Linked DNA regions of Mus musculus: region 1 is linked to region 2. A link is a contact called in public HiChIP or PLAC-seq data. All regions are on one chromosome and are shown on one strand. The core of a region is the stretch at or near the end of the contact, and the rest is flanking DNA. Distances in the headings are between cores, read along the strand shown. Region 1 overlaps Pbx4 (pre B cell leukemia homeobox 4). Region 2 holds the start of Rfxank (regulatory factor X-associated ankyrin-containing protein).

Region 1 (4,020 bases), core at 748-3,247, 270 kb before region 2:
CCGGAAGCTGCAGTCTTGGCTTCTCTGAGGCTCTGGACAGGCACACAGAGCTAGTGTTCTCTTTGTCCTCTCATCTGGGTCTCTGGTGTGTGCACACACACAGACATACACACACACACACACACACACAGACACACATAAACACACACATACACACACACACACTTCTACACACACAGACACTTACACACAGACACATACACACACATACACTCACACATGCACACACACACACACACACAAAGACTTTTTAAAGCCAGGAGCTGCTGCAACCCAGGCACTGGAAACATGGAGACGGGCTGGTCCCTAGGCCTGCTGATCACCTCTGCCCAGTGAGTGAGCTCCAGGTTCAGTGCGAGACCACACCTCAAAGAAAGAAGATGGAGAGTGATGGAGGACACAGGCACCCACCCACCTCTGGCCTGTACATGCACAGGAGATTAGGGACATGAGAGATGTGACTCTACCCCAGCAGGGAAGCACTGCAGACTGGGCATCTCTGTCTGTAGGCGCAAGCGGCGGAATTTCAGCAAGCAGGCCACAGACGTGCTGAATGAATATTTCTATTCCCATTTGAGCAACCCTTACCCCAGTGAAGAGACCAAAGAAGAGCTGGCCAGGAAGGGTGGCATCACAGTGTCCCAGGTGAGCCCTTCTGCCCCGGGGATGGGGTGGGGGTGGGGCCTCAGACTCCTGGAGGAGTTACTTAATAATGTATGAAGGAGACTCCTGGGAAAGTTACTTAATGTATGGGGAGGACTCCTAGGAAAGTTTGTTAATATGGGAGGAGGGAAGACTCCTGGGAAAGTTATTGCTGTGTGGGGAGGACCCATGGGGAAGTTCCTTACTGTGTGGGGAGGACCCGTGGGGAAGTTCCTTACTGTGTGGGGAGGACCCGTGGGGAAGTTCCTTACTGAGTGGGGAGGACCCGTGGGGAAGTTCCTTACTGTGTGGGAGGACCCATGGGGAAGTTCCTTACTGTGTGGGGAGGACCCGTGGGGAAGTTCCTTACTGTGTGGGAGGTCCCATGGGGAAGTTCCTTACTGTGTGGGGAGGACCCGTGGGGAAGTTCCTTACTATGTGGGAGGACCCGTGGGGAAGTTCCTTACTGTGTGGGAGGACCCATTGGGAAGTTCCTTACTGTGTGGGAGGACCCATTGGGAAGTTCCTTACTGTGTGGGGAGGACCTGTGGGGAAGTTCCTTACTGTGTGGGAGGACCCATGGGGAAGTTCCTTACTGTGTGGGGAGGACCTGTGGGGAAGTTCCTTACTGTGTGGGAGGACCCATGGGGAAGTTCCTTACTGTGTGGGAGGACCCATGGGGAAGTTCCTTACTATGTGGGAGGACCCATGGGGAAGTTCCTTACTGTGTGGGAGGACCCATGGGGAAATTCCTTACTGTGTGGGAGGACCCCATTGGGAAGTTCCTTACTATGTGGGAGGACCCATTGGGAAGTTCCTTACTGTGTGGGGAGGACCTGTGGGGAAGTTCCTTACTGTGTGGGAGGACCCATGGGGAAGTTCCTTACTGTGTGGGGAGGACCCGTGGGGAAGTTCCTTACTGTGTGGCCCTGGTCAGGTGCCTCAGCCTGGCTCTGCTCCAATCCCGGCTCTGCGCTGTGAATTAGAATTTTGGTGGGGACTCTGCTCCCTCTCCTAGAAGAGGAGTGCGAGAGTGTCATGGCACCTCAAGGTGCTGGTGTGAGCTCTAGGAGACTGGCAGCTCAGGCTCCTGGGACCCGTGTGGTTGCAGCAGGACAGATATGTAGTATGAGCTCTGCTGGGTGAGTGAGAAACCTGACCCTGTTTGGCAACAATCACCTTTGCCTTTCTTGGAATTGGAGGCAAAGGAGAGAGTGACTAGAGGCCATAGTGCTAAGAGAACATTCCTGAAGTTTCAGAGTGAGTGGCGGGAAGGCAGGGCCAGCACTGGAGCCAGGAGTGCAAGCCCCACAGGCTGCAGCATGGGGTCACTCAGCCACAGCTCCTCTGACATTAGTCACTGCAGCCCTGTCACATGCCATGTTCCTCCTTGCTTCACAGTTGGAAAGGGTGAGTGTCCTGCCCTTAGGCACTGCCCTCAGCCCAGGCTGTTCTAGTTATGTCTCCGTGACAGAGCCCAGGGTCCTATTCCTCAGGGAGCAGTCGGACGTCCTCACAAGGCCAGAGCTGAGGGCAGGGTCTGCACCTCTGGTCAGAGTGTAAGCCTGGGAGCTTGGGCACTATGGACAGTGTGAACAACAGGCAGATCACCCCACCCTTCTGCCCCTGGCACCATGTTGCTGGTGCCAGGTCCTCCAGGGAACAGAGTAAGCAAGGTTCAAAGGCCCTGCTACATCCAGGGCCACTCCTATTGGGTGACCTGGGCCCTGTGCTAGAAGCTTCACTCCACTTTGTCACATCCCCTAGTCGGTGACAGGATCTACTAAAGTGGCCTGCCATATTAGTTAAGAGAGGTTTTGAATTTGGGGTACAGAGGAGTAGGCCATGAGGTGCACCTCAGCAGAAGTCAAGAGAAAGGAAACACCATTAGGGCACCTCAGGCTGAGGAAACCCCAAGGGCAGCTGAGCCAAGGGTGAGGTAGGGTCTCTCTGTGGAGATGAGTTTCCTGCCGGCCACTGAACCCTCTCAGCAGTGCTCAAATCCACACTGAAACTCTGATCTTTGTCTAGAGCCATGAAGAGTTGAGTAGCCTGTGTCCAAGCTATAGAGGAAGGTCACTTGAACCCAGGAATCCAGTCCATCTGGGTAACACAGTTAGATCCTTATGTCAAAAAGAAAATACAGGACTGGGCCTGGTAGAGCATCCCTTCAGTCCCAGCCATCAGGAGATGACAGGCATCTCTGTGAGTTCAAGGCTAACCTGGTTTACACAGAGAGTTCCAGGACAGCCAGGGCTATACAGAGAAACTCTGGGGGGGGGGGAGAGGAGGGGGAGGAGGAGGAGGAAAGTAGTAGTAGTGGTCATTGTCATAGACATCGTCATAGACGTAGTCATGGTACTATAGTGGAGTTAGAGAGCTGGCTCAGAAGTTAAGAGTACCGACTGCGCTGGGCATGGTGGCGAACGCCTTTAATCCCAGCACTCAGGAGGTAGAGGAGGCAGAGGCAGAGGCAGAGGCAGAGGCAGAGGCAGAGAGAGAGGCAGAGAGGCAGAGAGGCAGAGAGGCAGAGGCAGAGGAGGCAGAGGCAGGCGGATTTCTGAGTTCCAGGCCAGCCTGGTCTACAAAGTGAGTTCCAGGACAGCCAGGGCTACACAGAGAAACCCTGTCTCAAAAAAAAAAAAAAAAAGAGTACCAACTGCTTTTCTAGACTACCTGGGTTCAATTCCCAGCACCCACATGGCAGCACACAGCCATCTTTAACTTTAGTTCCAGGATGTCCCATGCCCTCTTCCCACCTCTAGCAGCCCCAGACATGCACAGGCACACATGCACATGCATGCATGCAGGCAAAGCACGCAAGCACATCTAACAAAATGAAAGCACCTTAGAGAGCACTAAGCACCTGGTGGAGGTGTGGCCCTCCCTGCAGGACAGGACAGAGCCCTGCAGTTACCTGGGGCCTTTTCCCTGTTTTGTTCAATTGGGTGAAGTTGTTTAGCTGGATCTCACTTCAGCCTAGGCTGGCCTTGAATTTACAGCAGTCCTCCTGCTTCAGCCTCTCAGAGTCTATGCTAACAAGTATGAGCTATTAAGCTGGTACCATTTTGTTTGTTTGTTTGTTTGTACTAGAGTTGGTATTATTATTTTTTATATTTGTGTATTTATTTGTGGGGGGTGTACGCGTGTGTGCAGTCTCCTCTTGCACCAATCCGTGCATCGATCACTGTGCGTGTGTGGTGCCTGTCACTGAAGAAATGGAGAGATCTGAGGACAGCTTTAGCAGTTATTCCCCTCTCCTGCCACTGTGTGGCTCCTCGGAATTGAACTCAGGTCATCAAACTTGGCACCTTTAAGCCATCTGGATCAGCCCCTGAGAGGAAAGGTCTCTAATCGAGTCTTCATACGGTTTGTCCC
Region 2 (4,223 bases), core at 1,392-3,891:
TATGGCAAAGGAACAGGAGGAGCAGGTGGGGGCAGAAGGGCTGTGGATGCAGTGTGGTGGTCCAGCACACACCAGAACAAGAAACAAGGAGCTGGAGATGGATCATTTGCTGGTCACGAGTGCTTGCTGCTCTTGCAGAGGACCCCTGCAGAGGTGGTTCCTAGCACCTGCCTGTGAGGAACCCCAGCCTCAGGGTACCTGATGCCTCTGGCCTCTGTGGACACCTGCACTGCTCACACACAGACGCTGGAGATGTGCCTCAGTGGTTAGAGCACTGGCTGTTCTGCCCTAGGACCTGGATTTGGATCATGATACCCACCCGTTGCCTCATAGTCTATGGTAAGTCCAGTTCCAGTGATCTAATGCCCTCTTCTGTGCCACACCACCTCCAGTAGGATCTGTGTGACAAGTTCCACAGACTGAGGCAATCGACCTACAAAGGGGGAGGCCTCCTGGAACCGGTTGTGGAACTCTTCGCTGGAGAAAAAAATATTGTTCTCTTGGCAACCTATCTGTTTTATTTTTTCTTATTCCTTTTCTTTTTTTTTTTCTTTGGTTTTTCGAGATAGGGTTTCTCTGTGTAGCCCTGGCTGTTCTGGACTCACTTTGTAGACCAGGCTGGCCTCGAACTCAGAAATCTTCCTGCCTCTGCCTCCCAAGTGCTGGGATTAAAGGTGTGTGCCACCACGGCCCGGCTCTTATTCCTTTTCTTATTTACATGTTCTTGGCCTGGTAGCCTAGGCCAAGATCTTAAATGAGAATAAGGGTAAGAAACCATCCCTAGAGATGGGGTCACTAGCATGACCTTATCCCCGGGGAAACCAACGCTTTACTTTCTAAATCATTTACAACACTATTATGATAGAGAAAAACTTTCCCAACTATAAAATTTCATGAGCCTGTGCCCTCTGAAAGAACAAGTTCTCTAAACAACTCAGCTGTCACTCTGCCCACCCCCACCACCCTTTTGAAGACAGGGTTCTCTATGAGGTCTTGGTGGTCCTAGAACTCCGGGGACTACCTGCCTTTGTCTTTTGAGTATTGGGATTAAAGTTATGTGCCAACCATACCTGGCAAATCTTTAAAGAATACACACACACACACACATATGTACACATACATATATATACACATATATATGTATATATTTTGGGGGGGGGTTGAGACAGGGTTTCTCTGTGTAGCCTTGGCTATCCTGGAACTCACTCTGTAGACCAGGCTGGCCTCAAACTCAGAGATCCACCTGCCTCTGCTTCCCAAGTGCTGGAATTAAAGGCGTGCGCCACCACGCCCAGCAGGAATATATATTTTATATATACTTCTACATACATGTACCATATTACACACACACACACACACACACATACACGACAATAAAAATAACCTAGGAGGGTGGAGGGGAAGAGTGATGAAAGCAGAGATGTGGTCTGGAACTTGACAGTCTCCCTCACCAGAGCCCAGAGTGGTTCTCACCCTGCAGTGAGGATGCACTGGCATCTGCTTCAGGATTCACAGCGTCTGGGGTGCAGGGGAACAGGCTGAGGACGACAGTGTCTGAGTTCTCTGGGGACTCATCTCTGGTGTCCTCAGGATCCTCTAGGTCAGGAACAGGAGGTTGCTGGTTTGGGACAAGGTTCTCTGCAACCTGAGTGGGCTCCATGGAGGAAGCTGGAGTGAAGAGATGACAGTAATTAGCCAAATCTCGTGGTCCCCAAGATGGCTCAGTTGGTAAAGGCGCTTGTCACCAAGTCAGATGACCCAATTTTGATTCCAGGAACCCACAGGGTGGAGGGAAAAAACTGACCCTGGTAAATTGTCCTCTGACCTCCACACCAAACCCACAGCACAGCCTGCCCACAAAATAAATGAATAAATGAGTTCTTATCTGGGGCTGGAGCTTGGTTAGGTGGGGCATGATAGTGCACACCTTTAGTCCTAGTACTTGGGAGGCAGAGGCAGGTAGATCCCTTTGAGTTCAAGACTAGCCTAGTCTAAATAGTGAATTCCAGGACAGCCATGGTCTGCATATTGAGCCTTGCTTTATGACGCCGGGAAAACTGTGGCTTTAGATAAATATCATTGTTAATAAATTAACACCAGAAGCCAAGGCAATAAAATGAGGGTTCTGGCAGCAGTCTGGGTTCCAATCACTTACAAGCTATAAAAACCTAGTCTATGACTAAGCTGAGCCTCATTCCCTCGTTAATAAGGTGAAGATGTAAGGCCTCAGAGAGGTCATATCAGAAAACATCATAGAGAGATACTAATGTCAAACTTATCAATGTCCCACTGTGGTTATTTGGGCCGGAATCCCCCAAAATGACTTAGGACTCAACAAAAGATGCGACGTGTAAGATCCACTCACCTCCCTCCAGCCTCCTCTGTGTCCCTACGCTGCCAGCCTTGGTCTTCCAAAACTCAGGAAGCTCTGTTCACAAACTTTTCTGGTTCAGTAGATCTCGTAAAGAGCAAGTTGGTGACCAGACGCTCAGTTCTCTAGCTTCCTCTCCTGGGACATAGAGCAGCAACTTAATACGCGACGACTACTCCTACTGGAAAACTCCTCCACTGCGCCTGCGCACCCTTGCCCTGCAAAAGTACCAAAAAATAAAAAATAAAAACCCGAAGCTGCTTCTAGCGCTTTAAGACTGGAGGGAGGAGCGTGGCTTCCGCTGAGGCCAATGGGTACAGTGGCGCATGCGCACGCTATCCTTCCTAAAGGGCTGAAGGAGCCTTAGACTCGCTGAAGATTTTATTGCGCGTGCGCTTCCCCGCCCCATGCACCGCCCCCTCCTGTCTGCCCCAATCGGATCCACAGACGGTGGGAGGGCGGAGCATTTGCCCCACGGGGCGGAGACACATGGGCGGGACTTGTCAAATTTAAAGAGACCGAATATTATTGTTACTTTGTCCATAACAATTTCCCTGCCCTGGTCCCTGAGAATTATCTGTACGTGTAGCAGGGAGTCCTTGACGAGGCATACTATAACATCAAGAAATCTCTATCCTCCCGACACGCTCGCATAGGACTGCCTCCTTCCGTCTATCTCGTGTCTGAATAGAAGTTACCTCGTAAGAGGAGCCAGCGCACAGGACGCCAGAACCCATACCTGAACGTTTAAACGTCTCAACCTCCCGACTTCCGCTTCCGGTTTCTGGGCTCTGCTGGCTGCCTTCACTATGGAAGAACCTGAGATGCAGCTGAAGGGAAAGAAAGGTGTTGCGGGACCCTAGAGGGGTTGGAGGGGCCTAGAGAGGGCAACGCGGGAAGGTACATGACAAAGAGCCGCCGTAGACCTCCCGGCCTGCGGGGTTCGATGGAAAAGGGAGGCCGGTGTCTCCCGCCGGGAGGTGTTGTGATGTATAATGATCCCGGGCAGGAAAAGGCTCTTTTCTACTTCTGAGATAAGGTCCCGGGATGTAACCCTGGCTATATTGGAACTCGCTGTGTAGACCGGGATGGTCTCAAACCTCTCTGCCTTCTGAGAGTTGGAATTAAAAGCAGAATCCATCCAGGTCCCTGCTCAGTGTAATGTGGTTTTTAGCCTGTGAATACGTAAAGGAGTATGTGGGCTTGGTGGCGCAATACTCTAATCCTCTCTTCTCAAGAGACAAGAAATTGAAGGCCAGTTTGGTCTGCACATTGAAACTCAAATCTCGAGAGAAGAGCTGGGGCTTTAGCTCAGTCGTAAACACTTTGACCAGCGCATTCAAAGCTCTGGGTTTGATCCCCGACACTGCAAAATATATTAAGGACCAGATAAGTAGATTATTTTCTTTAGCTGATGGGAGCCCTGCGTGGTAAGAGGAGTTGGTGTCATCTGCCACCATTAGCCTGGTCAGAGCTTGTCTGATACAGGAAGGAGTGGGGGATGAAGGGGACTGAAGTTGGAAGCAACAGGATCCTTGATGGATGGAGCAGGAAGAATAGAGATTTCCTGACTGGGAAAGCTGTTGGTCAAAGTCTACCCTGGGATGATGGTTTTGGTGCAGTTGACTTGTGGTAGGAACATGAGTTCTGGAGTAAAGGAAACAGGCTTAACAGGAACTTGAATGGATTCTGCAGAGGGCAGCCTTAGCAGGCATGTTTCTGGAACAGGGCCTGTGATATACCTCAGAGCTGTTCCCACACAGCAAGGGACGTGGCCTTCCACATCATTCCTGCCACAGAGTAGAGGCCTCACGAGATTGTGGACTTTAGGCACCTTTGAGTTCTGTGTTCA

Evidence for each region. HiChIP or PLAC-seq counts read pairs in DNA pulled down with a chosen protein or histone mark.
Region 1: a contact with region 2 is called in an H3K4me3 HiChIP or PLAC-seq map of bone marrow-derived macrophages, with 7 times the contacts expected there. The contact joins the enhancer-like site here to the promoter of Rfxank in region 2. A contact is called at or near these places in 13 of 39 promoter capture datasets (the 3T3-L1 cell line, 3T3-L1-derived adipocytes, the HPC-7 cell line and 8 more), 1 of 15 datasets of contacts at CTCF or cohesin (pro-B cells), 17 of 484 Hi-C or Micro-C datasets (the Ba/F3 cell line, CD4 T cells, CD8 T cells and 9 more), 12 of 115 datasets of contacts at active chromatin or transcription factors (bone marrow-derived macrophages, double positive thymocytes, embryonic limb bud and 7 more) and 3 of 9 other capture datasets (adipose tissue, liver and pancreatic islet).

Annotation. Positions count from the first base shown.
Region 1 is chr8:69,865,959-69,869,978 of GRCm38.p6, forward strand. It overlaps Pbx4 (pre B cell leukemia homeobox 4), which reads left to right. Exons shown (of 8, transcript NM_001024954.2): 5 at 510-645. Among named protein-coding and RNA genes, the nearest start is that of Gm33746, 15 kb to the right of the region's middle. Within about 2 kb of position 1,998, at least 40 of the 459 cell types and tissues checked have an H3K27ac peak or open chromatin away from gene starts, as enhancers often do. A contact at or near this core is called in 3T3-L1-derived adipocytes, bone marrow-derived macrophages, liver and 2 more, where this site is marked.
Region 2 is chr8:70,136,556-70,140,778 of GRCm38.p6, forward strand. Rfxank (regulatory factor X-associated ankyrin-containing protein) reads right to left here and starts at 2,642. Exons shown (of 9, transcript NM_011266.2): 1 at 2,366-2,642; 2 at 1,474-1,668. The coding sequence starts at 1,660. It overlaps Gm45929 (predicted gene, 45929), which reads left to right and starts at 2,944. Exons shown (of 9, transcript NM_001310055.1): 1 at 2,944-3,217. Borcs8 (BLOC-1 related complex subunit 8) reads left to right here and starts at 2,944. Exons shown (of 6, transcript NM_001145552.2): 1 at 2,944-3,217. The coding sequence starts at 3,181.